Regions from separate parts of the Sus scrofa genome. Here region 1 is linked to region 2. A link is a contact called in public Hi-C data. All regions are on one chromosome and are shown on one strand. The core of a region is the stretch at or near the end of the contact, and the rest is flanking DNA. Distances in the headings are between cores, read along the strand shown. Region 1 has its middle 530 kb from the start of CCDC171. Region 2 overlaps BNC2 (zinc finger protein basonuclin-2).

Region 1 (6,517 bases), core at 327-2,826, 320 kb after region 2:
ACCCACTGAGCGAGACCAGGGGTGGAACCCACATCCTCATAGATCCTAGTCAGGTTTGTTAACTGCTGAGCCATGAAGGGAATTCCTTGATAATCTCTTAATTATATGTTGTAATAGCATTTTAACCTGTGGCAAGTCACTTTGGACAGCAGTCTCTTCACCTGCAAAGCCTCTGAGATGATTTTTTAAGACTAGTTTTAGTATAGATTAAGACCAGATACAGACAATTTTCAAACCTCATTTCTTTTTTCTTTTTATGGCCACACCTCGGGGCACATGGAAGTTCTGTGCTAGGGGTCACATCAGAGCTGCATCTGCAGGCTTATGCCATAGCCACAGCAACACCATATCCAAGCCACATCTGTGACCTGCACCACAGTTTGCAGTAATGCCAGATCCTTAACCCACTGAACGAGGCCTGGGATCAAATTCACATCTTCACAGAGACAATGTTGGGTCCTTAACTTGCTGAGCCACAGTAAGAGTCCCTCAAACCTCATTTTTAACACCAGTTGCAACCTCTTCCATCTAACCCCACCCCTACTTAAAAAAATTAGAGCTGTTAAAAAGTCGAGCACTTGACTGCTTTAGCTCCCTTTTCTTCTTTTTTCTTTCCCACATGTTCTATTGGATGCATAACCAGCAGTGAAATAGCAGAAAGTGGGGTGATCAGGGTCATGAGATAAGTCAACCAATGGACTTTACATAATCTATGCATTAGGATCAAAGCCAGATGGAGATATGACAACTATAGTGGGAAGCCTCACAATTGAGTGTTCCTCCAAAATGATTTTCTTTAAATATCTGTTCAATATTGTGCAGAGGGGTGGGAGGAGAGGGAGAGGACAACAAACACCACTAGGCCCCTCCTCTGTTCTTCGAACAATTCTGCTTGGTCTCAAATTTGCATACCCTGCTCAGATAAACAAAACCTTGGCAGTCAACCAGACCTGCCCTCATTTGAAGACAAAGTGACATGCAACTGTTGAGAAACCCCAACCCACTGCAAACAGCATTTCTTTTAAATATTTCAACTACACAAATACTTCTGATAAATATAATTTTCTCCATCTTGTTATATTTCCAATAAGATCTAGCACCCCAGCAATGTTCTATGAAGCCCTTATGAAGAAGTGTCTCCAGAAATTGCACTCTGACTCACTTCTGAAGCTGGTTTTGATTAGCAGGAAAGTTTTCAACAGAAGTCTTTCTAGCTATGGGTCAGGAAGCTCCAAGACACTATTTGCCCGCACTCTTGTCTTCTGGAATGGCCCTGTATTCCTCTTGGAAGGTCTTCTCATTCCAGGAACAATCAGGAAGATGCATGATTTCCTAAGTTTACCTCCACACTCAGTGGCCAGAGCAAGCTTGGTGGTTTCCATAGGAAAATATTCTTTGCCCTCTTTTTCCTTCTCAGCCTCATTGACCTAACCTTGCCATCATAATGTGGACTTTAAGAACCCATGTCTTCTGTAGTGCCTTTGGGCCTTCACAGAAATATTAGAGCATGCACAGGGTTATTTTAGAACAAAGGAGTGCCTTACTGGATTCTAATTCTTTGAAAGTTAGTCATACATGGAGGACTTCTGTAGCAATCGTTTGTTAACCAAAATATTTAACTAACCACCATAACCTTACATAGTCAGGCTAGATAGGAGTTTTCTGTGTCAATGATGTGTTGCAATATGTAGCATCCTTCATGTAGAAAGATGGTTCTTGTCATTAAGATATGCTTTAAGGCTTCCTATCCAGCCCTAATAAAGTGAATGAAGTTTAACCAGCTTGACTGTAACCAGCCAAACATAGCAGTGGGACAGCTGGCCAGGTCAGAGCTGGCTGTGGTCACTGTCTATGGCATGGATCAAAGAAAAGGAAACTCAACCACGTTGGAAATGAACCTAAGACGCAACCTCATTCCCTGCATGCTTCGAGCAACACAGCTAACTAGACACAGGCAGACATAGATATTTTTCTCTTTCTTACACATCCACAACTGTTCCCTTCAAGGTCTATTTGGTACAGGAATTTCCGTTTGGAGATGGAGCAAAACCAGACTGTGGGCACGACCTGTGTAAAACTCAGATGTGAATATTACAGAAAGCTTGCTCACATCCACCAGAATGTATGAGAGGCCCTGTGGGAAAATCCCGGCAGCTCTCCACTCCCTAGCCTCAGTGTTCACAATTCGCTGTCCAGACTGTGTTCTGATATCTCTCTTACCTTGTCTTTTTTAACGAGCTCCTACTCATGCTTTACAGCCCAATTCAAATATCTCCTTTTTCAGGATGACTTTTACAACTCTCACCATCACCACCCAGGCAAAAGGAGGCTCCTCCTCTCTGGGTTCTTTCAGCTTTTGGTTTATGTTCCTTTCATCTCAGCTCCACCAGTTCCTTTCTGTCCTCATAAATCAATGGGGGTCAAATCAGTACCACCTCAGGGGGTTGCTATGACTTGCATGTGGAGCCCTTCTGAGAATGATAGGCTTACAGTGAGGGCTCAATAAATCTTAATACAGTTGTTAGAGCACTGGGTGCAGTGTGTTGTAATTATCTACTTGCTGTATTTGTGACTGTTCTCCTTAGAAGAATGACCATATATTTTCAAGGTACCTTCAGAGCAATCCTATAATCCACCTCTGATGAGGTATATAACTAAGGAAAATCTTCATCATTCTGGTTTCCTTACATGAATGTTAGAATCAAGCATTTCTTAAATGACTTTGAGATTCCTCAGTGCTCTAGTGGACCTGCATGGTGGTCATAAAATATGACCACAAATACTTTGATACCCCCTCCTTCAAGAAGTAGACCCTGATTCCCTCCCTAAATGTAAGTGTATTCAGCAACTCAAGTCTAATGAATGGAATGATGGTGTGACTTCCCAGATCAGGACATAAAAAGGCAAGGGCTTCCTCCTTGCTCTTTATCTTGGATCCCTTGCTATGGAGGGAGCCAGCTGCCATGTTGTAGGGATGTTCAAGCAGCCCCACGGTGGGGGGAAGGCCCATGTGGTAAGGAAGCAGGGCCTCCTGCCAACAGCCATGTGAATGGATCAGGTCACTGTGGAAGTGAGTCCTCTAGCCCCAGTCAAACCTTTAGATGCTACACCATTTAAGAGATCTTGCAGCCTCTAATTTCACCCAATAACACACTTGGGGTGTAATTTCTGTCTAACATTGATATGCCTTTTAGAAGAAGATGAGAAGGCAGAGAAGAGAGGTGGTAATTCCATGTATAGCTTTTCATCTTGGGGACAGAGTCATCTCTCGTCATCTCTCACCAGGGCTGGCCAGGTTGCCACTCATCTGGAGGCGCCATGGCCTCCTGAACTTCACCCAGGAGGTATCGGAACTACCATGATAAGCTGCTCCTCAACTTCTGACCCACAGAAAGGAAGATAATTCAAGTTTGGTGTTTTTAGTTTCTTTGTTTGTTTTTGTTTTGTTTTCTCTGTGCCCATGGCAAGCAGAAATTCCCAGGCCAGGGATTGAACCTCGCCACAGCAGCAACCAGAGCCACAGCAGTGATGATACCAGATCCTTAACCTGCTGAGCTTCCAGAGAAGTCCCTAATGTTCATTGTTTTAAACTACTAAGTTTTGGGTCAGTTTGTTATACCCCAATAGATAAGTAATATACATGACAACTAAATCAACGACTCGCTTTGATTTCTGTCTAACCTGTATACCTTTGAGAAGAAGATAAGGTGGAAAAGAGAGGTGGTAATTTCCTGTAAAGCTTTTTGTCTTGGGGACAGTCAACTTGTGTCATCTCTCACTAGGGCTGGCCAGACTGCCACTCACCTGGGGGCGCCATGACCTTCTAGTAGATGGCTCTCCTCAGATAGAGGAGTTGGCATGCTCAGGGGAACAAGAGGGCCCACTGCCTGCTCTTGCCCTGAACCCTCCTGGCTGCTGGCCACTGGCTAAAAAGCTGGCCTAGAACCATTTGTGAGTATCGTCAGTTCCTTGGAGAATCCACCTAGAGTAGAAATAAAAATAAAAGCACTCAACCCAAGGACTTGAGTCATACCAACACTCTGCTTCTTATAGAAAGACTTTGGAAAAGTCATAGAAGCCTCAGTGTTCTCAACTGAGACATGGGAATAATAAGAACATTAGTCTTAGCTACCTTTTTTTGAGTTTTTGTGGAGATGAAAGGAGATTCTATGTGAAACATTGTGCAAACCATGGATTCATGGTGCTACGGAAATGTTAGAATTGTGTTTACTTTTTTCCACAGCTCACACAGATGCCAAGTAATCTTAAATTCACTATTAACTAACTCCCCATTGCCCTAGAGAAAAAGTTATTTGATAAGTTATATAAAGATCAAAAGAGGATGCTTGGAGATGTATAAGCCAAATAGATGACTTTCAATCTACAAAATTTTAGGCCACAGTGGGTGAGAGATTTGGAAAAAGGGCAAATACCTGGTATCCCTTTACAGAGACCCCATTTAAGGTCAACTGTTCTTGGCTAAAGTGGCTTTTAATGACATGAGATGGAGGAGAAAAAGGTAACAGTCTAAAAATATATACATTGCTCTCACTCCAGTTTCAAGGCAGCTCTGCCTGCAAACAGGGACTTTAGCCTCTGACCCCTTGAAATTCCTTCCGGTTTCATGGTTTTGTCTTCACTATATCCTCTCCCCACCTCCTCTTCCCACTTCTATCTCCATCCACTTCTCCTTTGTCAGACAAAACCCAGAAATATTGAAATGTGGTTTGAGTATCAAAGCAGCCAGGAAGTGGGAAGAACAAGTTAAAACTATTTTCTTAACTCACAGCTTCTTTCCAGGAAATATAGCACTTACCATAGATAGATAAATAGCCCAAGCCATTTAGATAATTTCACTTGTCCTTTCCCACTTGTCAAAGCATTTAGCTACAAGCATGATGGGCCCTGTTCAAGTGAACAGATACCTCCCTCAGCTACAAACAGTGGCTGGTCTCTGGGGTTTTGTTCATAGAATTAAGTCACAAGCAATTCAGAAGATGATTCCTGACCAAGCAAACTATGAGTTTCTTCTTAAAGACCTGAAAACCCAGAGACTCTGCTTTTTTGAATTAGAGTCATCATTTAAGGTCAGAAAATGTGCCCCTTCCCAGAACAGTTCGTTCTTAGCAATAATGATTTTCAGACCACCACCAAGGTCACATCAAGTAGGCCCAAGTTCAGTTCCCATGCTTCTAAGACATGATGCAGAAAGAGCCTTTCAAGATCTTTACCTCTGAATATGCCCAAATAGGGTGAAACTTTTAGGGCCCAGACCCTGCCAGGCCTGAGATTCTAGGGTTTGGCAGCTTCTAGGGCAAGAGTGGGCCGTGGAGCCTTGGACTGCAGAGGAAAAGACGGAAACAGGTCCTGGGGTTTGTGTTTGCCTGGACTCAACATCGAGATGCATCTGGACTTACCAGCCTGCCCTCTTCACTTGTGTGTTGTAGGACTGTAGGAGAGATACCAGCTCTTAAGAAAATGAGGGTTTATTGTGAAAATACACAGGATCATGTATGTGAATGAGAAAGCTGTTAGCCTTAGACAGTTTCAGGGACTAGCATTTCTCTTCCCGTGACTCCATTCTTTATTTCTTCCCAAGCCTCTTTCTCGTCTATCCTTTCAATGACCACTTTTCACTCCAGACATCATACTTTTCTCTTCCCCATCTTTCTGTTTCCTTGTGGTATCTGCTTCCTTATCTTGCTCAGGATTTGTTTCCCTAGGATCTTGTCTAGCCCTACTCTATTGCAAGATTATGTCTCTATTTCACCTCCATTGATAATACTTCATTTTCTCCTTTCAGCTGAGATAGAGATCTTGGTTGGCTCAGATCATCTTTTGCGGGGTGGCTATGTCTTGGGTCTTTGGCGAGCTGTGGCTTAGCTTCCTTGGGTCAGAACCCACCCTTGTTCCAATCAGCTGTGCCACGGACAAGCCACATGATATAAAATATGCCTACTGGGCATATTTTATCAGGAGCTATAGGCAGAGAAGCATCTCTAAGAAGAGGGATGCAGGCATGTCAGATGGTCATCCTGCTGTAGCCAGGTACTCATGGTGAGGCAGGTGACCAAGGCAGAGTGACTGGCCTTAAGCCAGAGCCATTCAAGTTTCCTTCATCATCCCCGTGTTCAAGAGTAAAGACCTTTAAGCTATCTCAATCTTGGCTTTTCATCAGGCACCACTTGCAGGTTTTTAGTATTCTAATTAAATGACCATCAGGACTGAACACAGGAGAATAGGATTCTGGACTGCTTAACCGTAGGTCTCAGGGGTGCTGAGACTATTTACCATTCACGAGTGGGCACTCGACTACCTTGGCACTCACAGAAAATCTGCGAACTCCCTGGGAATGCAGCTGTGATTCTTGAGTATCTCTGAGGCCTGATTTGCTTATCTGCTAAACCCGATTATCATACATGTGGGATCAAGTTCCCTGTGTGTCATATAATAAACCCATGGTTTAATGTGGAAACTCCTGGAAGCATTAGCATATACCAGTGATATCCCAAAGAAA
Region 2 (6,840 bases), core at 129-2,628:
GTAAAGAAGGGGCATTGCCTTTTTGCATAAAAGTATGTTTTCTATTTTAAATATTAGTTTTTATTATAATGTCTTTACAAAGAATTCAAGCTACATAGAAGTGTATAAAGTAGATGATAAATATCCTCTTGTAGTGGAGCTCCCATTGGGGCTCAGCAGAAACAAATCTGACTAGTATCCATGAGGAGCCTTGCTCAGTGGGTTAAGGATCTGGCGTTGCTGTGAGCTGTGGTATAGGTCACAGACATGGCTCGGATCTGGCATTGCTGTGGCTTCCCTACCCAGGGAACCTCCTTATGCCATGGGTTTGCCCCAAAAAAGACACAAACACACAAAAAATCCTCTTCTATTGTACCTCCTTGGTGAATTTTATGCTTAAGAATTAACTGGGCCCTATTACCCAGTTTTTTAGTATTCTTTCCAGACCAGCCAGTGCTTAAAAGGATTTGGTGCTCTACAAAGCAAAAAAAAAAAAAAAAGAGAATTTGGTGGAAACCCTGATGTGGGATATTTGTGCCAGTTAGGACTGGTCTACAAATCTCAGCTACTGTTGAGAATTATACCATCATCTAGTACATTGATCGGCTTCAAAAACTTAGTGCCATATGACTCTGTTGTCCCCCTTTGGATACCACAATTAATATGATAACATCAAGGCTGTTATTCTTCACCTCGTTTGTATAAACACCCCAGACTGACTGACTTTCAAAAATGAGCTAAATGACATGATTTTTTAATCTCCTCTAAGCTTTGGAGGAAGGAAGTAGACAAATGAACTTTATACCACTACAAATAAAAATAAAATCTGTTTTCCATCACAGGGATGTCAGGTCAGGTATATCCATTTATTTAAGTCTTTTATTTTGGTGTCATTGTCATTGTAAATTCCAGCATATAGGATTATTTTCCTCTTCTTTCTGGCAAGGAATACAATGTAAAATACATTGTATTCCTTGTATGATAAGAATTGAGCTAAAATTTCTGGCAGCTATACTTAATGGATGACAAAAACTTGAATGAAGTAACACAAATATTGCAGTAAATGCCAGTATTTCAGTGTATGTTGGCACATCCCTGCCTTTCATTTTGCTAGGATTGACTAACATTTCATTGCCTTGCCTATGTTTAAAAAAAAAAAAAAAAAAGGAAAGAAATTACCTTATAGGGGTATGCAAACTCCTGAGGTTTCTCAGCCGTCAGCCCAGCCAAGTTGCCTACTCCAACCCACTGCTTCACTCCTTAACACACAGATCCTTATACACAACAGTAAATAACTCTCAATAAATTTGAATCTTATCGCAATCTAAAGACACCACTATCATTATGGAGGAATGTTGTTAGTCTGCAAAACCTCAGTTTAGAACAACACAGCAGTATCCAAACTTTTTGGCTTCATCTGGATATCGTTACTACATGCATTGCTGCTGCATTCCTGGGTGCCATTTATAGAGTGATTTCTTAAACATCAGTTGTGTCACAGTGCAACTGATCGCTTTAAAACTGTTTTGCTCTTGTTCCTCAGAATCAAAGAAACTCAAAACATCTAATTATCATTGACTTCATTTAGAATGAGAAGCACCTGATTATCTTACTACATTTGGAATAAGTATAAAAGATGCTTCTCACCTGACAGATTGAGCGTTTTAAAACTATCTGGGTGAACACGTATTTTTATTTTCTCACTTTTTTGTTAAGATGTAATTACAAAATCTTTTTTTTTTTTTTTGTCTTTTTCTATTTCTTGGGCTGCTCCCGTGGCACATGGAGGTTCCCAGGCTAGGGGTCGAATCGGAGCCGTAGCCACTGGCCTATGCCAGAGCCACAGCAACGTGGGATCCGAACCGCATCTGCAACCTACACCACAGCTCATGGCAACGCCGGATCCTTAACCCACTGAGCAAGGGCAGGGACCGAACCCGCAACTTCATGGTTCCTGGTCGGATTCATTAACCACTGCGCCACGACGGGAACTCCTAATTACAAAATCTTAGTAGGAGAGTTTTCAAATTACTTCTGATTGAAATGGTAAAAAAAAAAAAAAAAAAGCAGTACATTTATTGAACCCAGCTTATTTTGTGTGCTTCTTTCTATACAAGGACTGTGTATACTAGAAAGAACTGGCTATTAGGTGTAAGTAAAGAATCTTTGAGTCCTTACCCTGGATCCTGGGGTATTCAAGGGATGTAGATGTGTAATATCTAATTTCTAATGTCTTTGATGATACATAAGAAATCTCTATCTCAGTTTATGTATGACGATCTCATGTGTTTCCTTGGGACCTGCACAGTTGTTATCCATGCTAGACTCATGTCTTCAGAAGACAGAATTAGTGAGTGTATTTAGAATTTTTTTTTTTTAAGTGCCCCATAATCTAAGAGGAATCTTAGCTTTCAACTTGCAAAGGCACCTCACAGTACAGATCAATATGGCATCACAGAGACAGTGCCCACACCAGCCCTGTCTTGGCAGAAATTTTTTCAAAAAAGAAACACAAAGAAAATGCATGTTAATGTGGCTGAATATTCATTAGAACCCTGTGGCCTGGGGCTAGAAGCACAGTGAGGCTGTGTGTTTACCAGGCCACTGGAAAGGCAAGAGGGCAGAAGACACTTATAAACAGTGGCGCAGCACAAGCAGTGTTGTCTTTGAAAAGTTTTCATTTTCTCTTGAATCAGCTACAGTCTCTTACTTAAGGTCACTGCAGTTTGCAATCTTTGGCAGAAGGCTTCTTCCTTTTTTGGTCGTGGCAGTCTGACTCCCCCCCCCCCCCCCCCCGATTTGGAAGTGTTTTCCTCTCAAACTGCCATTATCTCCCAAACCTGTTTCATGTTATCATTGTCAGATGCCTCTTCTCTGAGTTTCTTAGAACAAAATGTGATGATATATATATATATATATATATATATATATATGATATTTTTTAAAGCATAGAATTGAAAGTCATATGGTTATGATTTGAGAATGTCAAGCTTGATTTTTTTCAGAGTTTAAAAAAAAAAACCTCGTACCTTTTTCTCTGGGCAGTGAACTCGCTGCAGAAACATCAAAGAGAATGTGTAGTGGATCAAGGTGATTTTTTTTTTTTTCGACCACATCATTGCCAGCTGTGGTGTTTATGATTAGAGGCAGGCGTTCCAGACACCTCTGAGTCCTCACTAAGCGTCAGATCTTTAACAGGATCCATCCCAACTGAGTGACACTAAACAGACAGCCAGAGGGGAGTTGGTGGGATGGAAGAGGGAAGGGCACGGGGTTGGGGGAGGCTTTGGTGCCCCGTGTACTCACCAGCCAAGCTCTGTAACAAACTCCACTAACGCCAGGCTGCAGGCTGCCCAGAGGCCCCATAGCATGCCTTTCAGCCCGGCTTTCATTAGCCAGGGGGATGACTAGAGCCCAGCAGACAGTCATTGATCCTTTCTTGCTGGGCACAGGGGTGAACATTGTTCAGGTCACAGCCCAGTCGGCTTTGAAGCAGCTCTGTTTCACCGCTGTCAGCCACTGACCACTGGCTTTCAGGAGCTGACATAATTCCCTCTCAGATCTCTGTGCTCTGCTCCATGCAGCTAACCACATTAAATTCTCTCTAGATGTTGCCTCCACTCGCAGTATTAACACTTGTTTACTGGTCCTGTTGACAGAAGCATTCTGCAAATAGCCAGCAGTTCTGATAGCTGTGCGTGGAAGGGGATGTTCTTTCCTGCCTCCTGTTCCCTTCAGGGTCAGGGTAACTGGCAGGCTGATTTGCTAGCTTCAAAAAACAGGATATGCTGCTAGAATCAGGAGTCAGTGCCACAGGTTTGGAGGTGAATATTTGGTAATTATTAATCTCAAGATGATAAGGCTTATTCCTGTGAAGGCCATTGTCAGTAAAAAAAGAAGGGTTTTATTGATAACTACTTCTTTTTCAGAGTGAAAGACTTTTTTTTTTTTTTTTTTTTTTGATTTCTGAAAAGCATCAGGAGATGCATCCTGTACCAAGGGAGAGCCTTGTGACTTTAGAAACTAAGATCCTTTAGGAAAAAAAAATGTAATTACAGAGTTAGAAAACAAACCTTGCTTGCCTGTTGGTAGAGGAACAGTGAGATTTATAAGTTAAACATCTATGAAAGAAAGAGGAATGTAAGTTTATGAATTTAATTTCAAAGAGTGATATAGATAATAGATTACTAGTACAGAGCTGCTATAATGAAGCTCTCTTTGATGATCAGTTCCTTCTTCTTCTTCTTTTTCTTTTTTAAAGGAATCATTTAAGCAATTAGATACCTAAGCTGGGTGAAAACCAGATGATGAAAACATGTAGGATTCTAGCTTCTGCTCCTCGGTTTGTTCTTCCTGCTCTGCACCCCCATGTCCTCCTTCCTTTTTTATCCTCCAAGTTGACTTAGCTGCTCATATCCTGGCTATTGGTTATTTTGGCAGCTCTCCTCCTTGAATGGTGGAAGGCACAGGGGCTCTTTGCACAGCTGGAATGTGAAAGTTAGACTGAAGCCCCCCAGAATTGTCAGGCTGTGTGGCCTGGGGGTCACAGAGGTAGTAAACCATCCCTTGGAAACCAGATGACTCCAGAACCATCAGGTCAGACCTGCATTCTTGGCTGGTGGTACTTCCATGAAGGCTTGGACCAGAGCGTATACTTGGGATTCACAGGTTGGTAGGATTTCAGTGGGACCAGTTTCCACTGGAAAACTGATGTCCCACTGTCATCTTAGAGAAGAAAGTGGCAGATGTCCCCATGTATAGGCGATCTCTGATCATCTGGCTAATAATGTTCTTGCAGAGACTGTTCTCTTTGGACCTTCAGAGAAGCTAGCCTGTCTTCTCCTGTGGTACAGGCACCAGTGTGAAGTGTGATAATAATAGCCTACCATGTTGAAGCCCTGGAGTCTGATCATCCATTGGAAGTTTTCCAGAAGAAACTCAGGAACTTAGGTCTTTGTTTTTAGTATTTTTCCTGTTGCTCTAATCATTGACATTCATTATGTCCCTCTTCTCTTCCAAGTTGCCTCACAGTCTTCAATTTACTGTCCTCTCCAACCAGTGACTCTGGTGCCACTCTGAATGAAACAAGCATCTTTCAAAGAAGCTTCTAGCTTGCTTCCTGGTCCTACTCCCCTCTCTCTGTTTTATTATGCTTGAGAAATCTCTTGATTATTAGATATAATTTTCTTAAGTCTTAGACCATCCTCTTCATAAAACTTGTTTCCTTTAATTTGAGTCCATAATTTTAAGAGGAAAACAATAATTACCAAATAATATTTTCTATCATTTTTGGCATAAACACCTTATTTCTTCAGTCATTTTGTTTTTAAAAAGTTTGTGTTCTGGGAAGAAAGCTGATTAGGCTTTTTGCCAGTGTTAGCCCTCCTTAGGCAAATATACTCACTAATTAATGTTTAGGGCAATTTTTCTTTGATTAGAAATATGTTTTATTTATAAAGCTATTCTTAATAGTTTTTTATAGAAACCCTTACAACATCAAAGTTTTACAGTCTATTTAAACTATGTTGTTGTCCATGTTCTACCATTGTAGGTAAACACATAAAGTAGAACAACTAAGTCCTTTTATTTGATGTGCCCTTGTCATCATGCAGCAGGTGAGTTCAGTCAGTTGTTTATTTAATTAAATTGTTGCCTGGGTTCTGCATTACTGCTTAATAGTCTTTGGAACTGCCCTGTGTCAGCATTATCCCATTTTACAGGTTTTGAAGTGGAAGCAAAAAGAGGATCTTATGAGTTTGATTGTGAGGTTTTGGCTTGAGATTACTCAAGATATGCAGCAACTTTTGAAATGGCCATGAATTTGATTCACCCCATGGTGAAGTGGCATAGTTTTCAAAAGTGCTCAGTTGTTCTATTTGGGAGAAAGAAGGTTACACCTGCAATTCGAAGTACAAGAAAACTGTTAACTATGTAATTTTGCCATCACTTCAAGAAAGGAGACGATGCCTAAATATTGAGGAGGATAATGTTTGTCATGTTTTCTTTGAAAAATGAGGTCTGTGTATATACGCATGTAGGTAGGTAGATCCACAGATTGACTGATTTAAACAGAAGTAAAAGTAAGTCCCACATTAATCTTGGATTCTGTTGTGAATATTTGCATTAGTATCCTTGATAACGCAACCGAGAGATTTCTACAGAGAACCCTGCTGATAGAATTTAAGATGCTTTTTTCAGCAGGTTCTGGGCTGGCATAGACACATCAGGTACACAAATGCTTAAGTGTGGTTGCCTGGTGCTTGTTTTGGTGAAATGATATTATTTGTGTAATGTGGCAAGAAATACTTTTGTGCACTTAAGAGGCAAGACGACCAAGAAGACCTGATTTTTCTGCTGCTGGGGTGAGACTAAGAATAAATTTAGTGATGTCCATTAGCATTTCTGAGAAAATGTTTACATTAAATGCAAGCCCGGGTACTGTTTGCTCTTCCTTCTCAGTTTTTGGTGGAACAAATGGGTGTTTCCTGACAGTACCCAGCGATAGGTCTGAAAAAGTCTTTTAATGAGAACTTCACACGTGGGGTCATCTGAAAGGAAATGTCTTTTTGCCCATTTAAAATCCCACAACTACTCCCCAAATGGAGGACAAAACAAGCTGACTCGCTCAGTGAAATTTGCAGTTCTGTCAGTTTTGCACCAAACACCCCTTCTGGCAGTGAATCACCTGAAGATTTTATCCATCACCCATTGCTAAAACTTGATAACATATGTAGGCCAGTTTCTTCCCCAGGAATTTCCTCTCCACCTTCCCTAGCCTATAATTCCCTATGCATAGTTCGAAGAGGAGGAAATAATTCAAAAATCTGTGAAGACTTAAACACCTATTGATTTCCAGCCGGG

The links. Hi-C and Micro-C count contacts between places; a contact is called where the count stands out from the background.
Region 1: a contact with region 2 is called in a Hi-C map of embryonic fibroblasts, with 1.6 times the contacts expected there. The contact joins two enhancer-like sites. A contact is called at or near these places in 3 of 47 Hi-C or Micro-C datasets (embryonic fibroblasts, fibroblasts and retroperitoneal adipose tissue).

The regions. Positions count from the first base shown.
Region 1 is chr1:206,605,430-206,611,946 of Sscrofa11.1, forward strand. No RefSeq gene overlaps it. Among named protein-coding and RNA genes, the nearest start is that of CCDC171, 530 kb to the right of the region's middle. Within about 2 kb of position 1,577, at least 4 of the 83 cell types and tissues checked have an H3K27ac peak or open chromatin away from gene starts, as enhancers often do. A contact at or near this core is called in embryonic fibroblasts, where this site is marked.
Region 2 is chr1:206,281,228-206,288,067 of Sscrofa11.1, forward strand. All of the region lies in intron 4 of BNC2 (zinc finger protein basonuclin-2), which reads left to right. Among named protein-coding and RNA genes, the nearest start is that of BNC2, 360 kb to the left of the region's middle. Within about 2 kb of position 1,379, at least 7 of the 83 cell types and tissues checked have an H3K27ac peak or open chromatin away from gene starts, as enhancers often do. A contact at or near this core is called in embryonic fibroblasts, where this site is marked.